Regions from separate parts of the Mus musculus genome. Here regions 1, 3, 4, 5, 6 and 7 are each linked to region 2. A link is a contact called in public ChIA-PET, HiChIP or PLAC-seq and promoter capture Hi-C data. All regions are on one chromosome and are shown on one strand. Each heading gives the region's core, a stretch centred on a gene start, on an enhancer-like site or on the middle of the called end of the contact. The rest is flanking DNA. Distances are from core to core; before and after follow the strand shown. Region 1 holds the start of Pigv (phosphatidylinositol glycan anchor biosynthesis, class V). Region 2 holds the start of Fam76a (family with sequence similarity 76, member A). Region 3 holds the start of Gpatch3 (G patch domain containing 3). Region 4 holds the start of Snhg12 (small nucleolar RNA host gene 12). Region 5 holds the start of Kdf1 (keratinocyte differentiation factor 1). Region 6 holds the start of Ythdf2 (YTH N6-methyladenosine RNA binding protein 2). Region 7 holds the start of Rcc1 (regulator of chromosome condensation 1).

The links. Promoter capture Hi-C pulls out the DNA fragments that hold promoters and counts their contacts. ChIA-PET counts read pairs in DNA pulled down with a chosen protein or histone mark. HiChIP or PLAC-seq counts read pairs in DNA pulled down with a chosen protein or histone mark. Capture Hi-C pulls out chosen DNA fragments and counts their contacts.
Region 1: a contact with region 2 is called in an RNA polymerase II ChIA-PET map of memory CD8 T cells, with 15 read pairs. The contact joins the promoter of Pigv here to the promoter of Fam76a in region 2. A contact is called at or near these places in 1 of 39 promoter capture datasets (neutrophils) and 1 of 115 datasets of contacts at active chromatin or transcription factors (memory CD8 T cells).
Region 3: a promoter capture Hi-C map of pancreatic islet shows a contact between it and region 2. The contact joins the promoter of Gpatch3 here to the promoter of Fam76a in region 2. A contact is called at or near these places in 4 of 39 promoter capture datasets (the C10 cell line, liver, neutrophils and 1 more), 1 of 115 datasets of contacts at active chromatin or transcription factors (embryonic stem cells) and 1 of 9 other capture datasets (pancreatic islet).
Region 4: a promoter capture Hi-C map of neural stem cells shows a contact between it and region 2. The contact joins the promoter of Snhg12 here to the promoter of Fam76a in region 2. A contact is called at or near these places in 5 of 39 promoter capture datasets (the SN4741 cell line, hippocampal neurons, liver and 2 more) and 1 of 115 datasets of contacts at active chromatin or transcription factors (memory CD8 T cells).
Region 5: an H3K4me3 HiChIP or PLAC-seq map of bone marrow-derived macrophages shows a contact between it and region 2, with 3 times the contacts expected there. The contact joins the promoter of Kdf1 here to the promoter of Fam76a in region 2. A contact is called at or near these places in 1 of 39 promoter capture datasets (hippocampal neurons) and 3 of 115 datasets of contacts at active chromatin or transcription factors (bone marrow-derived macrophages, embryonic stem cells and large pre-B cells).
Region 6: a contact with region 2 is called in an H3K4me3 HiChIP or PLAC-seq map of pro-B cells, with 2.3 times the contacts expected there. The contact joins the promoter of Ythdf2 here to the promoter of Fam76a in region 2. A contact is called at or near these places in 3 of 39 promoter capture datasets (erythroid cells, hippocampal neurons and pre-B cells) and 2 of 115 datasets of contacts at active chromatin or transcription factors (embryonic stem cells and pro-B cells).
Region 7: an H3K4me3 HiChIP or PLAC-seq map of pro-B cells shows a contact between it and region 2, with 2.4 times the contacts expected there. The contact joins the promoter of Rcc1 here to the promoter of Fam76a in region 2. A contact is called at or near these places in 2 of 39 promoter capture datasets (liver and pre-B cells) and 2 of 115 datasets of contacts at active chromatin or transcription factors (bone marrow-derived macrophages and pro-B cells).

Annotation. Positions count from the first base shown.
Region 1 is chr4:133,671,395-133,674,268 of GRCm38.p6, forward strand. It overlaps Pigv (phosphatidylinositol glycan anchor biosynthesis, class V), which reads right to left and starts at 1,253. Exons shown (of 4, transcript NM_178698.5): 1 at 925-1,253.
Region 2 is chr4:132,921,207-132,923,907 of GRCm38.p6, forward strand. It overlaps Fam76a (family with sequence similarity 76, member A), which reads right to left and starts at 1,345. Exons shown (of 9, transcript NM_145553.2): 1 at 1,152-1,345. The coding sequence starts at 1,232.
Region 3 is chr4:133,573,327-133,576,141 of GRCm38.p6, forward strand. Gpatch3 (G patch domain containing 3) reads left to right here and starts at 1,419. Exons shown (of 7, transcript NM_172876.2): 1 at 1,419-1,884. The coding sequence starts at 1,434.
Region 4 is chr4:132,307,305-132,310,066 of GRCm38.p6, forward strand. Snhg12 (small nucleolar RNA host gene 12) reads left to right here and starts at 1,374. Exons shown (of 5, transcript NR_029468.1): 1 at 1,374-1,603; 2 at 2,534-2,599. It overlaps Snora16a (small nucleolar RNA, H/ACA box 16A), which reads left to right and starts at 2,161; the gene lies at 2,161-2,296. It overlaps Snora44 (small nucleolar RNA, H/ACA box 44), which reads left to right and starts at 2,649; the gene lies at 2,649-2,762.
Region 5 is chr4:133,517,693-133,520,707 of GRCm38.p6, forward strand. It overlaps Kdf1 (keratinocyte differentiation factor 1), which reads left to right and starts at 1,271. Exons shown (of 4, transcript NM_133707.2): 1 at 1,271-1,360. Gm42323 (predicted gene, 42323) reads right to left here and starts at 2,166. Exons shown (of 3, transcript NM_001378703.1): 1 at 1,408-2,166; 2 at 497-569. The coding sequence starts at 2,117.
Region 6 is chr4:132,210,738-132,213,513 of GRCm38.p6, forward strand. Ythdf2 (YTH N6-methyladenosine RNA binding protein 2) reads right to left here and starts at 1,519. Exons shown (of 5, transcript NM_145393.4): 1 at 1,163-1,519; 2 at 695-719; 3 at 15-94. The coding sequence starts at 1,189.
Region 7 is chr4:132,344,427-132,347,535 of GRCm38.p6, forward strand. Rcc1 (regulator of chromosome condensation 1) reads right to left here and starts at 1,324. Exons shown (of 10, transcript NM_133878.3): 1 at 1,220-1,324. RefSeq lists a cis regulatory region at 879-1,726.

The DNA.
Region 1 (2,874 bases), core at 3-2,502, 750 kb after region 2:
CGGTTTATTTAGGACAATTCAGTTTAAAGTTAAGCCGCAGGAAACAGCATTTTCTGACTACCCACGATATCTCCAACACTGGATTCACTAAACCCAAATAAATGACAGAAACATGGACACCCAACTCAAACTCAATCAATCTCTCCCTCCCTCCCTCTCTTTTCCCTGGCCTCCAATCCGCACGCACAAAGGAGGCAGAGAGAGGAAAAGTACTGAATCCACCTCTGCATCTTGATTCTCAGTCCTTCCCTCTTTCAAACTCTGGCATCAGTGGCCACAGGAGATGCAACCCACACTCAAGTTAAACAAAGTAAAATCAAGACAGTCAATTATCTCTCTAGCTATTTTGCCAACACCCCTTTGAAAGAAGCCCCTTGCCAAATCAGACTCTTAACTGGCCGGATGCTTAGAACCAACCAGTTTCATTTTTCTTTAATTTACCCGTGAAATAGGCTCCAGAGATCTCATTAGACACCAGTAAGACTGTGTAATTACCATCGCCATTTTATGGATGTGAAAACTGAGGCTCACTGGAGCCAAGTGACACGCCCACCACTTAAAGCTCCTCACGCACTGCTTTCTAAAACCTATGTCCACAGTCAGGAGAGCTTTTTGCCATAAACAAAGGGTATGCATTCCTTGTCCAGCCAGGACATCCAAGGCTTAGCCCAGAACTTTCTCCAACTGTAGCACATGTTGTTGCTGGAAGCTTATGGTGATGGGCCCTAACTGGGAAAGATCTGTTGAACTGGAGTCCTGGATTTTCTGCGGAAGGCTAATACTCTCAAATGGGTGCTGCGTTATGACCCAGAGGCAACGTGGAGCGAGCCGCCTCCTTCTGCTAAGCCCTGCCATACTGGGAGCCCGTTCCAGCCTGCTCTTTTCGGACACAGTTCCTACCCAGGACGGGACAGTGACCCTCACCCCAAGGGAGCCACGGCCCAGGGCTTCGTCCCGGGGGAATCGCGGGGCCGGGCCAGGCAACGGGGCCGGAAGCAGACGAGGGCCGGAGGCTGCAAAGGAAGAGGCGGCGCCGGAGGCTGCTATGGCGGAGGGGCGGGGCTCCTCGCTTCTCTACAGCCTCCGCCTAATTTCTCTCGGCCTGCGTTTGACAGCTTCCCTCCCCGGAGGACTCCAGAGTTGCAGAGCTGGCGCCGGATCCTCCGCGCCCGCGCGTCCAGACCACCCCCGCGGAGCTCCAACTTCAGCGCCTCCATCCGGGTCCCGTCCGTGCCGCGCCTGCGCGCCGGCTCGGCCGACGGCGGCCCCGCCCCGCTCCTGCCCGGACTCGGAGCGCCCCGCCCCCCTCCTCGGCGGCCATGTTGACCCCAGCTAGGGCGGGGGCCGAGGCGGCGGCGGTGAGTCGCACCTTCCCGGCGTGGTGACACCTGAGGAGTAGGCCTCTTGACTCGCCAGCAGTTTGTGCGCGGGCGCTGCGCTCCCGGGTCGGGGCTCTCACCCCAGTCCCCTGCCGTGAGCAGCCTCTGACTTCCCGGTGTGAGCCGAGGCTGGACCCGGGCGCTGCCCCAGAGCCACGCGTTCTCTCGGTGTTCCGCCACCCCAGCTCAGCACAGGACCTGGCACACGATAGACAATATGAATAGGCAAAAGAAAGCCTTCTTGGGGTTTTTGTGGCAAGCAGCGGTACCCTGCAACTGGATGAGAAGAAAGTAGGGGAATTCCCCCTGCCTTTCCCCTCCTGGCAATGAAGGACCTCTGCCCTGCGACAGTCCTCTGTCCCACCTCAGATGACTGTATGGGACGAGGAAGGAAACCTCAGAGAACACCCCCGAGGATTCTCCCTCAAGCAGTTTCTGTCGCAGGAACTGGCGCCAAAAAAAAGAAAAAGAAAAAAAAAAAAAAAAAAAAAAAGGAAGCTAATTGAACAAAACCGCCTGTTGGGGAGGAGCGGCCAGTTGGTACCCCTGTAACTAACGGAAACTGTTAGAACAACTTTGCACCCGCCTTAGAGGAAACAGATAGTAAATCCTTCTCCGTTGGTAGATTTCTCGTTTCTCAGGATTCCAAAGCCTTGTGTGGTTTCAGTTATCTGTCCTCTCAAACGTAGCTTGGGTCTAGGTTAACCTCTGGCCACAGCCCTGGCTGAGGGAGGGGTTTATCTTCTGCAACAGCCACAAATGTGGGTGGGAACAAAGAGATGGGTCTCTATCTCTCCAAGCAAAAAAAAAAAACAAAAAAAACAAAAAAAACTAGCCTTCATCAGTTCGGTGGGGGCCAGAAGCTGTGTCTGTCTATCATCTCAGGCCCTGGGATGTCAACTGCCCCTTGGATGTTTGCGTGTAAGGTGGATAATGTATAATTTAATGACTGGTAAAGAGAAAACAGGAGTTTCCAAAGTCATTTTTCCTCCCCCCCCCGCCCCCCGAAAGCATTTGTTGCCAGTCCTGTGAGTGAAATGTCAGTGCCTCTCTAGGCACACTTGTGACTAGGGCCCGAGGTTGTGACTTGACTTTCTTACAGTCTTCGCAGCACCCTGACCTTAAAGAAACCATCCTTGCTTCGTGAATTCACAGGGGAAAATGGCATGCAAGCTCGAGGTTCTGTCTGTCCAATAAAGAATCCCTGCAGAATCTGCTTGTAAAAAAGGCAGGGGTCCTTTTGTGAGAAGTGAGAGTGTTTGTTGAAACACCCTTCCTTAGGAGGTAGAACTTTGACTAGATCTTCAGTCGCACTTGGCTGCAATCTCTCCTTCCTTCCCTTCCCTTCCCAGCCGCCCAACCCCCTTCTCTTCTGCTGTTTCCCGTTTCATTTTCTGGCTTCTTCTCCTACAGAAGAAAAAAAAAAAAAAAAAAAAGGAAACTGAATCTTGTGCTCTCAAAGCCCTGACACTCTGGCTTTTTGGACTGGAAGGTG
Region 2 (2,701 bases), core at 95-2,594:
CACTCAGGAGGCCGAGTTCAGGATTTTCTGAGTTCGAGGCCTGCCTGGTCTACAAAGTGAGTTTCAGGACAGCCAGGGCTATACAGAGAAACCCTGTCTTGGAAAAACAAAAAACAAAAATAACAACAAAGAATCATACAGCCTTAGACTGAGCAACAGTACACGACTTTAATCCCAGCGTTTGGAAGACAGAGGCAGTCAGATAGATCTCTGAGAGTTCAAAGACAGCCAGAGCTACAAGTTATATGACCCTGCCTCGGAAACAAACAAGAAAAATGTTTAGATCAAAGTTTTTATGTCCAAGGGGGCCTTCAAACACTATCTTTCGGACTCAGTAAACCCAAGTGGCTTAAGGAAAGTATGTGGGCATCTTTTTGGGGGGACGCGGGGAGGTGAACTACACACAGCGGACGGACACAGACACACATTCTGTATCTGAAATATCTGAGGATCTGTCAACGGCAACTCTGCACGAGCTTGCCGACTTAACTGTTGCTCTCTTGAACCGACGAGGTGGGAGGAAGTTATATATAAAAACGCTGGCATTTCAGGGGTTAAAAAATGCTTAGGATGAGGAGGAAGGCTACCAATTAGATGCTAAAAAGTCACCCTGTTCGTGTGTGTTCCAAGACACTGTTGGGGTACTTTTTTCATTTTCCCTAATAAAGCCTTGCCACCTCTAACTTTGAGATCGGCTGTAAAGTGCCCACGAAGTGTCCAGAGTTCAAAACACTCCTCACAAGCAGCACCTGATTCCGGGGTTCAATCTCATCCAGGACAAGGGAAATCTCTGGACCGTCATTCTACACTCAAGACGACCACATCAGAAGAGAAGGCGGTCCAAGGAAATCTTCCCGGGGGGCCAGTCGGGGACAAACAGGGGAGCTGTCCCCTCCCGCGACCTCACCAGGTCGGAGAAGAAACCCCAGCCGTTGCTAAGCACCAGGACACGCCGGCTGCCAGGGCCTGGACTCCGCCCGGGGCTCCCACAAGTACCCTGCAGTCCTCTGCGGGCCCGGCTCAGCTCGTCCGCAAAACGGGCCGGCCACACCCTGCCCGAGGGGACCCCGGCAGCCGTCCTCGCTGGACCGAGAGTTCCGAACCGCGCCTGGAGCGTCCCCAGCTCCCGGCCGCCGCCCCAGCCCGCGCACCTTGCACAGCTGCTGCCCCTGAGACAGCGCCTCGAAGGGGAAGCGCTGGTGGCACTTGGTGCAGGCGTACAGCGCCGCCATGTCCGGCCCGGGCCGTGATCGCCGCCGCCCCTCCCGCCGGCCCGCCGCTTTATCTGACAGTCTCAGGCACAACCTGGCGGCGGCGGCCGGGCCGCGGGCTGCGGAGGGCGGGCGGGCGAGGGCGGGCCGCGGGCGCAGGGGCGGGCTCTCCGGTGCTCAGAGGCCGTTCGCTGGCTCGCGTGGACGTCGATCACGCGGGAGGGGGCGGAACGTGGAGTTCCCGACGGCTCTGATTCGGTCCGGGTTGGACTACGCCACTGTGACGCTCGGGGCCGCGATTATGTAAAGCGCAGTCACGCGGGGGCGCCGCCTGAAAAGAGCGTCTTCCGAGTAGGATAGCGGAAGCCCTCGGGCTCCGCCCACCTGCCCGCTGAGGCTCCGCCCTCGCTCCGCCTCTCCGGGGGCTGCGGGAGCATTGGAGCTTCTCGCGATACTCGATGAAGTTGTGATGTTTTGGGTTGCCGTGGAGCTTCCCGCTAGCCGAAGGAGTGTGGGATTGGGGTGACAGTCGGGCAACGTCGGATTCGAACTACGAGACCATCCGGAGTTTAAACCCACTGGCAACCAAGGAGGAAAGTCTATCTTTGGAGCAGGCGGAGGGGAAAAGCAGGATATTAAATGAGTGTCCTCTATGGGCTGGAGAGAAGGCTCCGAATGCTGCTTTTGCAAAGTTTGGTTCCCAGCACCCACATCTGGAGGCTCAGATCGCCTGTAACTCCAGCTGCAGGGCTATCCCTGATGCCTCTTAACTCAGCAGGCACCTGCACTCACGTGCACTTACAAAAGATGGGCAGTTGTAAAATGGTAAAACAGTAGAGACCTGAAGCTAGAATTAAAGGCAATAGGAACACGGTGGCCATGATACTCTTGAGATCGGTTGGCTGTGTGTGTATGGAGGCCATCTGTACATGACCCAAAACCTTTAATACATTTTAGTTTGTGTGTGTGTCTCTGTGTCCCCCTCACTTAATATGGAGCTAATTGATCTGTCCGTTCTAGTGTGTGTGAGACTTAGGGATTGGTTTGATCTCTAGCACTGGAGAAAGAAAAAGAGGTAGGGCATAGGAAGTGAGAGGAAAGAAAGGAATAGAAAATATCGATGATCATTCATACAATAAACCTTTTTTAAAAGTTATTTTTACTTGTAAATGTGTTTGTGGGGCTGGAGAGATGGCTCAGCGCTGACTGTCTTCCAAGGGTCCTAAGTTCAATTCCCAGCAACCACATGGTGGCTCATAACCATCTGTAATGGGGTCTGATGCCCTCTTCTAGTGTGTGTCTGAAGATAGCAACAGTGTACTTACATATAATAATAAATAAATCTTGGGGCTGGAGCCAGCAAGGCTGGAGCCAGCAGAGGTCCTGAGTTCAATTCCCAGCAACCACATGAAGGCTCAGAACCATCTGTTCAGCTACAGTGTACCCCTATACATAAAATAAATAAATAAATCTTTTTTTAAAAATGTGTT
Region 3 (2,815 bases), core at 169-2,668, 650 kb after region 2:
CTATGAATTTAAAAATGGATCCAGGGCTGGTGAGATGGCTCAGTGGGTAAGAGCACCCGACTGCTCTTCCGAAGGTCCAAAGTTCAAATCCCAGCAACCACATGGTGGCTCACAACCACCCGTAATGAGATCTGATGCCCTCTTCTGGAGTGTCTGAAGACAGCTACAGTGTACTTACATATAGTAAATAAATAAATCTTTATAAAAAAAAAATGGATCCAGAGGCTCCAACGCCCTCCTCTGGCCTTCCTGAACACTGCACACAATCACAAGAGCTATACTGTTTGTTTGTGAGGGACTCAACGCCTTGTACGGAGGTCGTCCGAAGCTGGCAATATGGTTTTCGCCTATGATCTCTGGGAATAGTTTTCGATGTCTATGCATGTATTTGTACATTTAAAAAAAAATCTTTTTGAGGGCTGGAGAGATGGCTCAGCGGTTAAGAGTACCAACTGCTCTTCTGAAGGTCGGGAGTTCAAATCCCAACAACTGCTTTGCAACCATCCGTAATGAGATCTGATGCCCTCTTCTGGTGTGTCTGAAGACAGCTACAGTGTACTTACATATAATAAATAAATAAATCTAAAACAAACAAACAAAAAAACCAAACCAAACCAAAAAAAATTTTTTTTTCCCTCGAGACTTCTCTGTGTAGCCCTGGCTGTCCTGGAACTCACTCTGTAGACCAGGCTGGCCTCGAACTCAGAAATCCGCCTGCCTCTGTCTCCTGAGTGCTGGGATTAAAGGCGTGAGCCACCACCGCCCGGTTTGTTACAGATAATTTTATGTGCATGAGAATTTTGCCTGCATGTATGTATGTGCAACACGTATGTGCCTCTAGAGGTCAGAAGAGGGTGTCCAATCTCATGAAACGAGTTACGTATGGGAGAGTTCCCTCGTACGTGGGTGCTGGGAATCCAATCCAAGTATTCTGTAAGAGCAGCGAAAGCTCTTAATTGCCGGGGCATCTCTTCATCTCCCCCGTCCCGCGCCCTGAGAAAGGCTCTCTCGACATAGCCCCGTCTCAGTCACTATGTTGACCAGGCTGGTCTTGAACTCACGCACACCTGCTTGCCTCTAACTCTCAAGTGCCGGGTTTAAAGGCGTGAGGCACCACGCCCGGCTGGGTTGGTACTGTAGAGTCCAGTTTTGCATCAGACCTCCGCCACCTCCCGCTCAGCATCCCGGTGCTCTACACTGGTTCCTCCTTAGAGCCTCTCACACGCTGGACCAGCTATCACTGAGCTACAGCCCAGCCCATCGCACGAGTTTTCCATCTTCTGTGGAGCTGGAAACACAGATTCGGCCCAAGAGCAATTAAAACGAAACTTCAAGTACCAAACGGTCACCGATGCCACATTGACCAAACTCCAGCATCCGAGACGTGGTGCTCTCGCGAGAGTGGACGCCAAGCAATCATGTGACAGGCCAAGATGGCGTCGCCCAGGGAGCTGGACGAAGAGTCGCCGGTTTACCTGGTGGTGAGCGGGATCCCTGCCGTGTTACGCTCGGCTCAGTTACGGAGCTACTTTAGCCAGTTCCGGGAACAGCGCGGCGGAGGCTTCCTGTGCTTCCACTACCGGCACCGGCCCGAGAGGGGCCCTCCGCAGGCGAGTCCCGAGGCGGCCCGGGCTGGCCCGGACCCCGCCGCTGAGGATCCGGTTCTCGCCCAGGCTCCGGCCTCCGATGCCCGCGCTGTCCGCGCCCGGGGCTCTGCGGCAGCCCAGACCCGCACCTGCTGCTGCGTCGTCTCGGTGAGGGGAGCGGCGCAAGCCCAGCGGCTGCTTCGCATGTACTCCGGTCGCCGGTGGCTGGACTCTCAGGGGACCTGGCTTCCCGGTCGCTGTCTCATCCGCAGGCTTAGGCTTCCCACCGAGGTTTCAGGTAAGGGGGAGAGAATGGACCGGACGCACGGCCCTTGGAAAAGAGGCGCATTGCCTGGGTGGTTAAGATAGGTTATCACTGTTTAGAGCTTAAGTTAGTTCTGGACAAAGCTACAAGTTTTCAGCCCAATCTGCATGTTTTTACTCAAGGACTTACAAGGCAAAACAGACAAAACAACTGAGATCTGTATAGATAAGTTTCAAATGTATCCCCTCTTAAGGACCATTTCCCTAAGGGTGGTGATTTTTGTACTGACATGATTTCTTAAAAAGGATATTTGGAGCCCGGTGCGCTAAGGCACGCCTTTGATCCCAGCTCTCAGGCGGCAGAGGCAGGAGGATCTCTGAGCGAGCGAATTCCAGGACAGCCAGTGCTACACAGAGGAACCATATCTTGAAATGCACAAAGGAAACTTGGTTTCTTCTAATCTAACCTAGCGACTGGAAGACAGGCTCTGCAGAGGAAAGAGCTGGGGGCAGCAGAGAGGGGCTGGGCACAAGTGTGTCCATTGGGGAAAAGGAAGCCAGGTGTTTTAAAATGCCAGATGGAGAGGTTTAAATAAATTATTTTGAAACAGTTCATCCTAAAGAGTCATTAGCAATAGTGGTGGTATATATGCCTTTAGTTCTAGTGCCTGGGAAGTAGAGGCAGATGGATCTCTGTAGTTCTAGCCTGGCTTGGTCTACAAAGTGAGTTCCAGGACAGCCAAGACTATCTAGCTCTGACCCTGTCTCAAAAGTTAAAAAAATAACATACAAAACAAAAATGAAAAACTGGTATCAGCTCAAAGTTAAACAGTTTCATAGAAAGAGGTGTGTGTGTGTGCGTGTGTGCGTGTGCGCGTGTGCACACACACTCGAGTGCATATGCCGGCTATGGTTTAAGCAGAATCTTTAGGAGCAATGTCTTATCAAGACATACAGCATGAGCT
Region 4 (2,762 bases), core at 124-2,623, 610 kb before region 2:
CCTTTGTAAGAGCAGTCAGTGCTCTTAACTGCTGAGCCATCTCTCCTGCCTGGAAACCTATTTTTTCAGGTGTATGTAGGAGCTAAGGGGAATAGCTTGGGAGCAGCATGTGGTAAGTCCAGTGACACCCTTCCTAACATTGGGGAAGGAAAGAAATTGGACCTGGAAGGATGCTTGTAATTCCAGCTACTTGAGAGGCTGAGGTCTGCCTGGACAAACTAGTGAGATGCTGTGTAAAATAAAAACAAAAAATAAAAAAAAAAAGAAAATGTTACCGGGTGTGGTGGTGCATGGCTTTAATCCCAGCACCCGGGAGGCAGAGGCAGGAGGATTTCTGAGTTTGAGGCCAGCCTGGCCTACAAAGTGAGTTCCAGGACAGCTAGAGCTCTACAGAGAAACCCTGTGTTGTAAAACCAAAACCAAACCAAAACAAAACAAAAAAAGAAAAGAAAATGTCACCTCTCTACTTTAAACTGTAGACGTGATACAACCTGCTAGCCATCCCCCCGGACCCCCGACCGTGACTTTCCTGTCATGAAGGACTGCAATCTGGAATTATAAGCCAAATAAACTATATTCCCCTATCAAAGAAAATAAAATAGAAAAAAAAAAAAAAAAGGTGGGCTGGAGAGATGGCTCAGCAGTTAAGAGCACTGGCTGCTTTTCCAAAGGTCCTGAGTTCAAATCCCAGCAACCACATGGTGGCTCATAACCACCTGTAATTGGATCTAATGCCCTCTTCTGGTGTGTCTGAAGACAGTGACAGTGTACTCATATATACATCAAATAAATAAATAAATCTTTGAAAAGAAAAGAAAAAAAGAAGAACAAAATTTTGGTTTTTTGAGACAGGGTTTCTCTGGGTAGCCCTGGCTGTCCTGGACCTCACTTTGTAGAACAGGCTGGCCTCGAACTCAGAAATCTGCCTGCCTCTGCCTCCCGAGTGTTGGGATTAAATGCGTGCGCCCCCACGCCTGGCTTCTGAGGGTCATTCTTTAAGAAGATCTGCCAGCATGCTGTTACCCTCTAGGCCATCCCGGGATGCTCCGGGGGAAAACTCCATTTTTTTTTTTCTTCTCTTTTTTTAATTTGCAAAATCTCTTTATTAAGCACATCCAAATGTGGAAAACCCTTTCTAAGATCGGTGTAATTCAAAGTCGCCCGGGAACTTAATCCATAGTGATGGCAGTTGGTCAGAGATTTGAGTTGAGCGCTCTGGCCTGGGTCGAAACCACTATCAGGGCCAGACAAGGAGCAGGAACCCGGCTTTGCTAAGAACTACATTTCCCAGAGGCGCCGTGCGTCAGGTGGATGACGCAGACTCAGTAGAGGGCGCGAGAGTATATAATCCTGGTGCAGGCCGTTCTCAGTCCTTTCTCGCTTCATCCGCGGTCCCTGTCTGTTTTCGTTATGGCGCCTTGTACTTCTACCCAACGTTGCCCGCCCCCCATCTTCCCAGCCCACCAGCTCCGTCCGCCTCTCCGGATGATTCGTGAGATACCGAGCCTGCCGGGAAGGGACCGGATTTTTCCGTCTGGTCCAAGGAAGCACGGGTTATGGCCACATGCGCAGTGATAACTCAGGGCCCCACGCCTTTTGACCCGTGAGTGTTGTAGGCTTGGGGGTGACGGGATCTGGTAAGAGCATTTGTGCCTTTACTGGATTACGTGCTTGGGTGCAGTAACCTTATTAGGATGACGCCAATGGAAGGGCCTGTGACCATTACCTCCGAGCGACCTTTTTGTGATTAACCTCGCTCCTATGTTGGGTGGAATTTGGGTCCTACCACGTGCTAGGCGATCGCTATGTCAACCATAGTATTAAAGCCTTAAAAAAAAAAAAGTCAGGATAATGGGCCCTACAGAGTTGGGCAAGGATTATACAACCTCGGCTTTCTCGCTTTCTGATTGCAAAAAGCCGCCATTTTATTCAGCTAAACCTGATGTCCACAGCGCGTTAAAAAGCGTTTGTAGGCGGTAGGGTCATTAATTTGAGACTGCTTTGGGTTATAGTCAGGAACCTATCCCAATGTCTAAAGCTTCACGTATTGAACTAGGAGCCATCGGAGCCCACAGGATTGCCTTTTCAGGCGTCTCTCTAGTAGGCAGTGGTGAGGCATGTGGCTTGTGGGTTTGAGGTCTAGCAATTGCTATCGCTGTCTGTGGCCCTTATCGAAGCTGCAGCAGCTTCTACATAGCTGCTGTGGTCAAAAAGGTGGCCCAGAGAAAGAATTTTCCTTGACGGTCGCAGTTCTGTTTCCTGTAACTGATCTGCAACATTGTGGAAAATGACAGCTTCACCTTACTATTTCTCTGGAGTATGTAGCAATCTTTAGGCTTTTATTCCTGGGGGGGGTGGGAGGGGATAGGAGGTAGACCGGTGAGTGAGCTCAATCTGATTTACAATTCAGGCCTGTATTGATCATCTATTGGTAAATAAACAATGCCTTGGTCACTGTCACAGTCCCTATAAGGTAATGACTGGGAATATGGAACAAGATTATTGTGGCTAATTCTGTTGCCATTCATCTTAGCTGTTGATGAAGATTGTGAGGAGGGAGACCAGAAGATAATGGACAACGATACAGCAGAAGGGTCTGGTAAGCTCCGTTTAGTTGCACTACCCGGGGAGACCTGAGGCATGTTTCCAAGGGCTGTGGCTGCCTGTAGCCATGGGATCTCCAACTGCATGCCAGAGTAATGGAGAGACTTTGACAGCTCAGGTCAGCACAGTGCCTGCAGCTGCCACTCATCTTTCCTATA
Region 5 (3,015 bases), core at 21-2,520, 600 kb after region 2:
CAGAAATCTGCCTGCCTCTGCCTCCCAAGTGCTGGGATTAAAGGTGTGTGCCACCATGCCCCTCATGGTTTTTTTTGTTTGTTTGTTTGTTTTTTTGAGATGGGGTCTCTCTACATAGTCCTGCCAATCCTGGAACTCACTCTGTAGACCAGGCTGGCCTGGAACTCACAGAGGTCCACCTTACTGCCTCCAAAGAGCTGGGATTAAAGGCATGTGCCACCACATCTGGCTAGAGAGGTCTATATCTACAGAGGGGACACTGGAAAATGGAAAGTGACTTGCTCCCATGTCAAACAGTTCAAAAAGAGCAAGAAAGACATCAGGGACTATGTTGGCTGTGGAGGCGCATGCCTGTGATCCCAGCACTCCATAGATAAGAGGAGCAAGTCTTCAAGGGCAGCCTTGGCTACATAGGGAGCTAGAGGCCAGCCTGGGGTACATGAGACTTTGTCTCAGAAAACTTGAACAATCTACGGCTGCACCCCTGGGAACATACCTGATCTAGGCTGATCTTGACTCGAAGCAGGACAGGATATGGCTGGTCTTCCCAGGATCTTGTATTGGAAGACCTAGGTAAGAGGAGCTGAAGAGAGAGTTCTGCCTCAGAGAGCACTGGCTGCTCTTCAAAGTTCCAAGGTCCCCAGTTCGACTCTCAAGTGCTCACATAACAGCTCACAACCCTCTGTAACTCCAGTTCCAGGGCATCCCATGCCCTCCTCTGCTCCCTTACCTGTGGGCACAAGGCACGCAAGTGGTGCATGGATGTACAAGCAGGCAAGACATTCATACATATAAAAACATTTAATGTAAAAAAAGAGAAACCTAAATAAGTGAATATGTAGACAGACAGATAGATAGACAAGAGATCATTGCCTAGCTATTCAAACAGTGAAGAATATTTACTAAGCAGTTGGTATGTGCCAGGCGCTGTACTAGGGAAACAAGACCAGACCTTACCCTCAAGGTCAGAGGCTAAAAGGAGGAGACAAAAGACAGGAAAGCAACAGTCTGCTGGGAACTATAATAAAGAGTCCAGAGAACTGTTCCACATGACAGAGCTAGGGACTCAGGGGCCCGGACGGCTTCCCAGGAGGCATGCATGCCCTTTAAGTAGGAGCTTTGCGGCCCGGTAGGCGCCCCATGGGCTCTCCGATACTTCCAGGACACTGGACTATAGAGCAGAGAGGGGACCTAAGCACTGTTGCCCGATGATGGCCCCTCTCAGGGCCTCACTCTCCTGGCTGGGCCGGAGCTGGGCGGGGCCTCGGCCAGGTGCGCGGCGGCGCTCGGCGGAGGCAGGAAGTGTGTCCCCAGCGGCGCCCCGTGCCGCGCTCCCGCGAGACGCTTACCTGCGACCCAGGTGAGTGCCGAGGGGGGCGGGGGAAGGGCCGAGCGGAGGCGGCTCACCTGGCTGGGCAGGTAAGGCCGGCGCGGGTCCGCGGGGGCGCGGGGCGGTGCAGCCCCGGGTGGGTGACCCTGGAGGCCGCGCCTGGACGGCGGCGGGGCGCGGGCCCTGCTCCTCGGGCCCCGACGTCCACTTCCGGGGTGCGCGGGGCCCGGCCGGAGCGGCCCGAACGGGCGCAGGGCTGGGCTGGGCTGGGCGGGCCGAGAGGCCCCTGGGGTGCTAGGACCCAGCACCGTGCGTGGAACAGCGTCGGGAGTCGCGGGCCACGGCGCTGGTGGCAAGCGAGGCGGTGCGCGCCCCGACGGCAACGCGAGCCCTGCCGCCTGGACGCGCGCGGCTCCTGCTTGCAGATGAGACAGTGGCTGGGGCTGTGCCAGGGGGGTGCACAGTACCCTGCGCCCGAGCTGAGCAGAGCTGAGCGCGGCTCGCTGACCATACGTTTGCCTGGACAGAGGCTGCTGCAGCCGGCTCGTCCTGGGGACACAGGGAGGAGGGCCCATGGAGAGCCCCCGAGTCTGTCTGTCTGTCCGTCTGTCTCTGTGTTTTGTGGGGACTGTCGGAAAGGCGAAGGCAGTGAGAAATCAGAGAATCCTGGGGCCATCAGACCTTGAGGCATCCTTGCGATGCCTTCGAACGCTGCCAAGTTAGAGAATGCCAAGAGTGTGTCTTCCCAGGCTTTTGCTAAACACGGAGCTCCACCCCCAACCCCCATACCTCCGTAGAGGGTTAGAAGGACATTAATCTCTCCTCTTTTGAGAGATGAGGTTTTCCATTTTTATTTTACGTCACATTGGTTTATTATTTACTTATATTTAAGTTAATTTAATATATATTTTGTTTTGCTTTTTGAGATAGGGTCTCATATGGCCCAGGCTAGGCCCAATATTCAGCCAAGGATGACTCTGAAGTCCTCATCATCTCATCGTGTCTTGTGCTGGAATTACAGACGTGGGCCACCTCACTACTCTAAGATGAACCTATTTAAAGATGAGGAAGCTGGGTCCAAGACTCTTGTCCCAGGCCAAAATTGAGGCAAAAATTGGTCCCACTAAATTAAGTGAGCAGTGTCACTGGGTTGTCAGGAGGGATGGACCAGGGACAATCGTGGGAAAAGGAAGGTGTAGATGGATGGTTTGAAGGGACGCTCATGCAAGGCACTATTCATACCACAAACAGGAAGGCTGACTGCTTGGTTGTTTAAGTTTCAGACAGGGTCTCTCTCTTGGGTAGCCCAGGCTGATCTTGAACTCAAAGAATCTGCCTGGCTCAGCCTTTCTAGTTCTGAAATTACCTGAGGGAGCCACCAAGAGCAGAGTACCTGGGGTGAAGAGCCTGGCCTGCCCCGCAGCAAATCTTGTTCCTTCCCAGCCTGCTGACTTACTTGATCTCTCCTCTCTGTTCTCTGAGCTTCCGATTCCTGAACTGTACAGTGACAGTAAATAATTCACGTGGCAGTTGTAAGGACTGAATAACGTGGAAGAGCTCTGGCTAGAGCCGGTTTCTAGCCCATTCACTGCCGTCTCCTCAGTGCTAAGCACAGTGCTGGCCCGTGGACAGTGTAATGAACAGTAGCAGTCCTAAGCCGTCGGTGGTGGGGAGAGAAACACTGA
Region 6 (2,776 bases), core at 269-2,768, 710 kb before region 2:
AATTTACTACTCACCGGCCTTGCCTGTGGGCTCAAGTAAGGTTCGAAATCATCATCATTTAGTCCATCCTTTTGATGCACAGAACCATTTTGTACTAGAGGGGAAAAGTTAAATTAGCAATGCCCTGGTCCGAAGAGCTCCCTTCCAAACCCATCCATCAGTTTACATTCACACCAGGAAGAAACCATGCTAGTTCCAAGAGTCACTTGGTTTGAAACTCCGGGGAATAACGATGAGCGCCAGGGCTGAAGCAAGAGCCGGACAGTGAAAAAGAGTCTCCACCCCAGAGCGAGCTGATCTTTTTAAAAGGTCAGTGTATTGGCTCCTTCGAATTTCAATTCCCTCCGGCTTTCTCTCCCCGCTTCCTTCACATGTGAGTGACTTCCAGAAAGTGCTCCACGAGGAGGAAACACAAAGGGCTCCTAAGACCTACGAGAAAACTAAGGACCTGGTGCTTCTCAAAATGCATTCCACCCCCGGCCGCTCATGAATTACTCGTTGTTAACGAAAAAAGCTGCCCGCCAGCTGCAGGGCCACACCAAAAGGGGCGACCGCCCCGCGCGCGGCACCTGCGACCCGAGCGGCTTCGGAAAGGTCCTTTCCCCGGGGCGCGTCCTCGAGCCACCGCCCCCACGGCCCGGCGGACCCCCCTCCCCATCCCGGCCGGCGGCCACCCGGAGGAGCGGGGTCTTACCTTTGTTTCCTTGACCTTTTGGTCTCTGCGAGAGGAGGGGACGTCGCCGAGCAGCAAGTCGTCCGAGAAGAAAACGGAAAAGGAAAGACAAATGAACGCGGGGCCCGAGCAGGGAAGAAAGGAACCGGCCTGGGGGGGACGCGTGGTGAGGGGGAGGCGGGGACGAGCGCTAGGCCGGCGGGGCAGCCCCGGCAGCCCGGCCACCCGGCAGCCACACGAGGGAAAGAGAGGAAACGAGGAAGGGAAGCCCGGGCCGCTACTGGGAGGGAGCGCGGCGCGGCCGGCCCGGCCCGGGGAGGAGCGGGAAGAGCGGGCCGGGCGGGAGACTCAGGGCGCGGCCGGTCTGAGGCCCGAATCCCGAGCCGCGAGAGGCGCCCGCCGCGGCCCGGCCAGGAGCGGCGGGCCCGGGCCTAGTCGGGCCCCGTCTCGCCTCACACAATGGCCGAGACATGCGGGCTGGGCCTGTACCTGCTCCAAGAGGCTGCTGGCCGACATGGCTCTCGGATCCTCACGGGGAACGACGGCGGCGGACTCCTCGTCGGGACAGCGGCGGCGGCGGATGAGCCCCGACGACGGGAGCAGAGGGTGCGGCGGCGGCTTTTGTCCCTGACACTCGGAGCCTCGCCTCGGCGGACGCAGCAGAGACACAGCGCGCGACTCGGGCTCCGGCTCCGATCCGGCGACGCTCTAGGCCGCCGAGCTCAACGCCCGTCTCTATGCTCCGGAGCGCGCGCCCGCCCCCTCGCAGCCCGAATGGGGGAGGCCGAGCGGCAGAGGCGGGCGGCGCGCGCGGCGCGAGCGCTGACTCTCACAGTCGCTGACCCACGCGGAAGGGCCCGGCGCGAAGCATCTCGGGAAGGGAGAGCCGCGCCCGTGGCGCCCTCTGCTGGGCTGGAGGAGCGGAAGCGGTGCGCGCGCGGTCTCCCCGCCCCCACCGCCGCCGCTTTGGGCCTAGGAGCCCTGGGTGGCACCGGGGGTCACCACTGGAGTTTTTTGGCAAACACCTAGAGAATAATTGTTTTGTCTTAAGAAAACACGCAGAAGCCCCTTTCTTAATGGGGCAGAGGCTTCTACTCTGTGTAGGACTTGAGCCCTAACTCATAACTGCATTTGATAACTCTCCCCCAATTTGAAAAGGAACCAGAAGAGAGGTCCTAAGAGCTCACAGGGAAAACTTCATGGAGGTCGGCCCAGAAGACACCCGCGCCCTTCCTTAAGACTATTGTCACCTTCCTTCCTCAGGGACTTGAAAAAAACACCCAGGAGCAGTACTTCCACTAAATATTAAAAAGCCGGCCCTCACTGCCCTGCACACAAGACATTTACCCCTTTGACTTTTGAGGGAGAAAAATATACACTCTCTTTTTTTCAGAGAAGTCAGTGACCCCAAAATAATCTAGTAAACTCTGGACTTTATTCCCAAGAAAAAGACACCTCACCCGTATGCACAGTGTCACACACACTTTCTTGAAGTCTGTTGGACCCTAAGAGGAAATATTCGTGATCTAAGGACTGGAAAATGAACGCTATTCCAGTATGTGCTGTGTGCAGGGCTTTGTCATTAAGTGCTTTCTGACACATTAAATTTAAAGACTTTCAACAAGTTCAAAGTGCCTATCAAACAATGTTACAGCTGGGAAAAGGGAGATTAAGCATGCTGCCAAAGTTATCAAGTTATTAAATAGATCTGTGCTTTTGACACAAAGAACAACATAATATCATTCTTCAACAGCTAGAAAAGAAATCCTGTATTCATGAGCTAAGATTCACTGGAGAGCCAAAGGATGAGCAAAGGCAGGTTTTTTTTTGTTTGTAGGGTTTTTTGTTTGTGTTTTGAGACAGGGTGCCTCTAGCTGTCCTCAAACTCACTAGGTAGACCAGGCTAGCCTTGAACTCAGAATTCTGCCTGCCTCTGCCTCCTAAATGCTGTTATCAAAGGCATGCACCACCAAAGGCATTTTTAATTTAAAAAAAAAAAAATCACGAGCTGGGCGTAGTGGTGCATGCCTTTAGTCCCAGCACTCGGGAGGCAGAGGCAGGCAGATTTCTGAGTTCGAGGCCAGCCCGGTCTACAAAGTGAGT
Region 7 (3,109 bases), core at 74-2,573, 580 kb before region 2:
CCCACACTCAGAACTTTCCAGCTAGACTTAGGGAAGAATATCTCTGTGAGAAAGGCTACCAGGAGAGAAGGCAAAGCCTGGGCAGGCTGCTGCTGTGTGCGGCCAGTAACTAACTGAGAACTGAGCACGCTCAAGCCACACCAGGAAGTCCATCACCCAGGTCCAGAAGTAAGTGATACAGCCTCGGGCTATCTGTTAATTTTTTTTTCCTAGAGAGAGAGGGGCAATAGTTCTGGGGGATGTTTGAGTAACTAGCTTTGCACAGATTATAGGACACATTACTTTCCCTTTAAAGGCAAGGAGACTAAGGTTTAAGAGAACCTAGTGGGACCTGCCCGATCCAGACTCCTGCTCTTGGTTGCCTCTGCAACCAGAACCTGGTGAATCACTTCTAACTCATCTTTTCTGAGCTCCATTAGCATGCTCTTCTTGGGTGACGCAGCCTTCTCTGTATCCTCCACACCCTCCCCACAAGCACCAATGTCTATGACCCAAACTCTTCGAGTGGTTGCATGTGCTGTATGTACCCCATGTCTGGATCACCCTGATTCTGTTACCCCAAACATATTAAAATCTCACCTGGAAAGCTATCCCCAACCCTCCACAGCCCGGTTACGGCTTCTGCTTTGGAGTTTCCGGGTCTGTTTCATACCCTCAGCTTGTCCCACGGCACACGTGGTCGGAGGACTTAATTTAGGATGAACCAAAGACGTGGCAGCAGCGACGTTCAAGTTCCACGGGCATACTTTGCTGATCTCAGGAGACCCTAACTGTGGACCCACGGAAGACTCGCCTGGGAGCCCCTGCGTCCCGCAAAGGTCACGGAGACCCGCCTTTGTCACCATTGTTCCCCAGCGGCACGGAACAACCGGGTGACACGGGGTTGAAGAGGGTTAAGGACAGGCCACGGTCTGTGAACGCTGCTGGCCCCTCCCCACCGGCGGCTCCCCAAGTTCCCCGCCGCCGCGCGCGCCCGGGTCCCCGCGCATCAGTCGTTTGAATCTCCCGCCACGGAGCGGAGTGCGCGCCCCAAGCGCGACGGCTAAGGGGCCCGAGCGCCGGCGAGGCGGGGCCCACGCGGGCCGGAGCTCGTGCGCCTGGAGCGCCGCCGGCTTCACGTGCAGCCCGCCATGTAGGTTGCGATCTCGGCCTACCACGACCTCGCGCACCTCCGGGTTTCCCGTCCCCAGGGCTCCCTACGAACCGGAGCGCGACCTACCTCGGGACAGGGCGGCCACAAGCAACTCCGGCGCTCGGCGGCCGGCGGTGAACTGCCCCGAGCATGCGCTCTGCGGGCCTCCGGCCGCGACCCTGGCCAGAAGGGAAAACACAGAGCCGGGCGGCCCCTGGCGGCCACCGCGGGAAGTGCGAGCGGCTGCTCCTAGTTTGTACACAGCATTCTGTACTTGGGAGATTTCCTCCCCAAAGTGGGATGAGTGGACAAATAACCAACTGGAGGAACTACTAGAATTCCTGTTTGTTTAGGAAAATCTGGTGCGTGAGGTCTGCACGGAACAAAACAAGGCTGATGGTTCTTGTTTTCAAATTATATATGCAGAAGGCTCAAAAGACCCCAATCTATACAGAGCCATCTGATTCAGTCTAGGTAGGGCTCAGGAACGGCTAATTAGTCTAAGTGGAAGAGGCATTCAGGATGAATAACATTTCCTTATTTATTATATGTATGAGTGCTTTTCATGTAGGTACATCTGTGTACCACGTATGTATACAGTTCAAAGGCCAGAAAGAGAGCATTGGTTGCAGTAGAACTGGCGTTACAAATGGATGCGACCTGCCATGTATGTGCTAGAATGGGATTCCCATCTTCTGCATGAGCAACAAGCACCCTTAACCACTGAGCCATCTTTCCTGTCCCAGAGAGGTGACATTTGCAATGACAGAGAGTAAGACATGTGAAACTGCCATATAGTCTGAAAGTAGAGGGTAAAGGTCTAGTCTACGGGGACAGTGTGTGATTATGGGAAGGTTCTGCTCACAAGATGAAATGTTCACAACTTTAATGGACTTTGGGTAAAGTGTAACCAAGAATGGAGAGGCAAAGAGCAAGCAGGAAGTAGATTCGGTAATGCCTGGGTTGGTGGCACCGCCTACAATCCCATCATTCCAGAAGCTGAGGCAGGAGGGATACATAGTGAGATTCTATCCCATAAAGAAAGAAGAAGAAGAAGGAAAAAAACCTGGGGCGAGAAGAGGGGCACTGGTTGTAGTTCAGTGGCTGAGTGCTTTGTCTAAGTGTGCGGTGCAAGGCTCAACTACAAGATAGTAAGGGAAGGAGGGGGGAGTAAGGGCTGGGAGCAGGAAAAGATGACTCAGAGCTGGGAATTGTTGGAGTTGGGAGCTAACACCAGAAGCAGAACACTGTGAAAAATGGCTTAGGGCTGGAGAGATGGCTCAGTGGTTAAGAACCCTTGGCTGCTCTGGCAGAGGTCCTGAGTTCAATTCCCAGCAACCACATGGTGGCTCACGACCATTTATAAAAGGGATCTGATGCCCTCTTCTGGCCTGAAGGTGTACGCACTCCTACACTAAAAAACAAATTTAAAAAAGGAAGAAGGAGGAGGAGGAGGAGGAGGAGGAGGAGGAGGAGGAGGGGCTGGAGAGATGGCTCAGCAAGTAAGAGCACTGACTTCTGAAGGTCCAGAGTTCCAATCCCAGCAACCACATGGTGGCTCACAACCACCCGTAATGAGATCTGACGTCCTCTTGCGAGTCAGAAGACAGCTACAGTGTACTTATGTATAATAATAAATAAATCTTTGCTGGACGTGGTGGCGCACGCCTTTGATCCCAGCACTCGGGAGGCAGAGGCAGGCAGATTTCTGAGTTTGAGGCCAGCCTGGTCTACAAAGTACAAAGTGAGTTCCAGGACAGCCAGGGCTATACAGAGAAACCCTGTCTCGAAAAACCAAAAAAAAAAAAAAAAAAAAAAAAAAAAAAAAAAAAAGAAAAAAGAAAAAGAAAAACCAAAAAACTCTCACTAAAATCCTTACACAAGCAGCCCTATAAGATTTAAAGTGTCCCTGAGGAGAAAAAAAAAAAAAAACATTTAATTGGGTATGGCTTTCCTGAGAGCAGTGATCTGTACAGA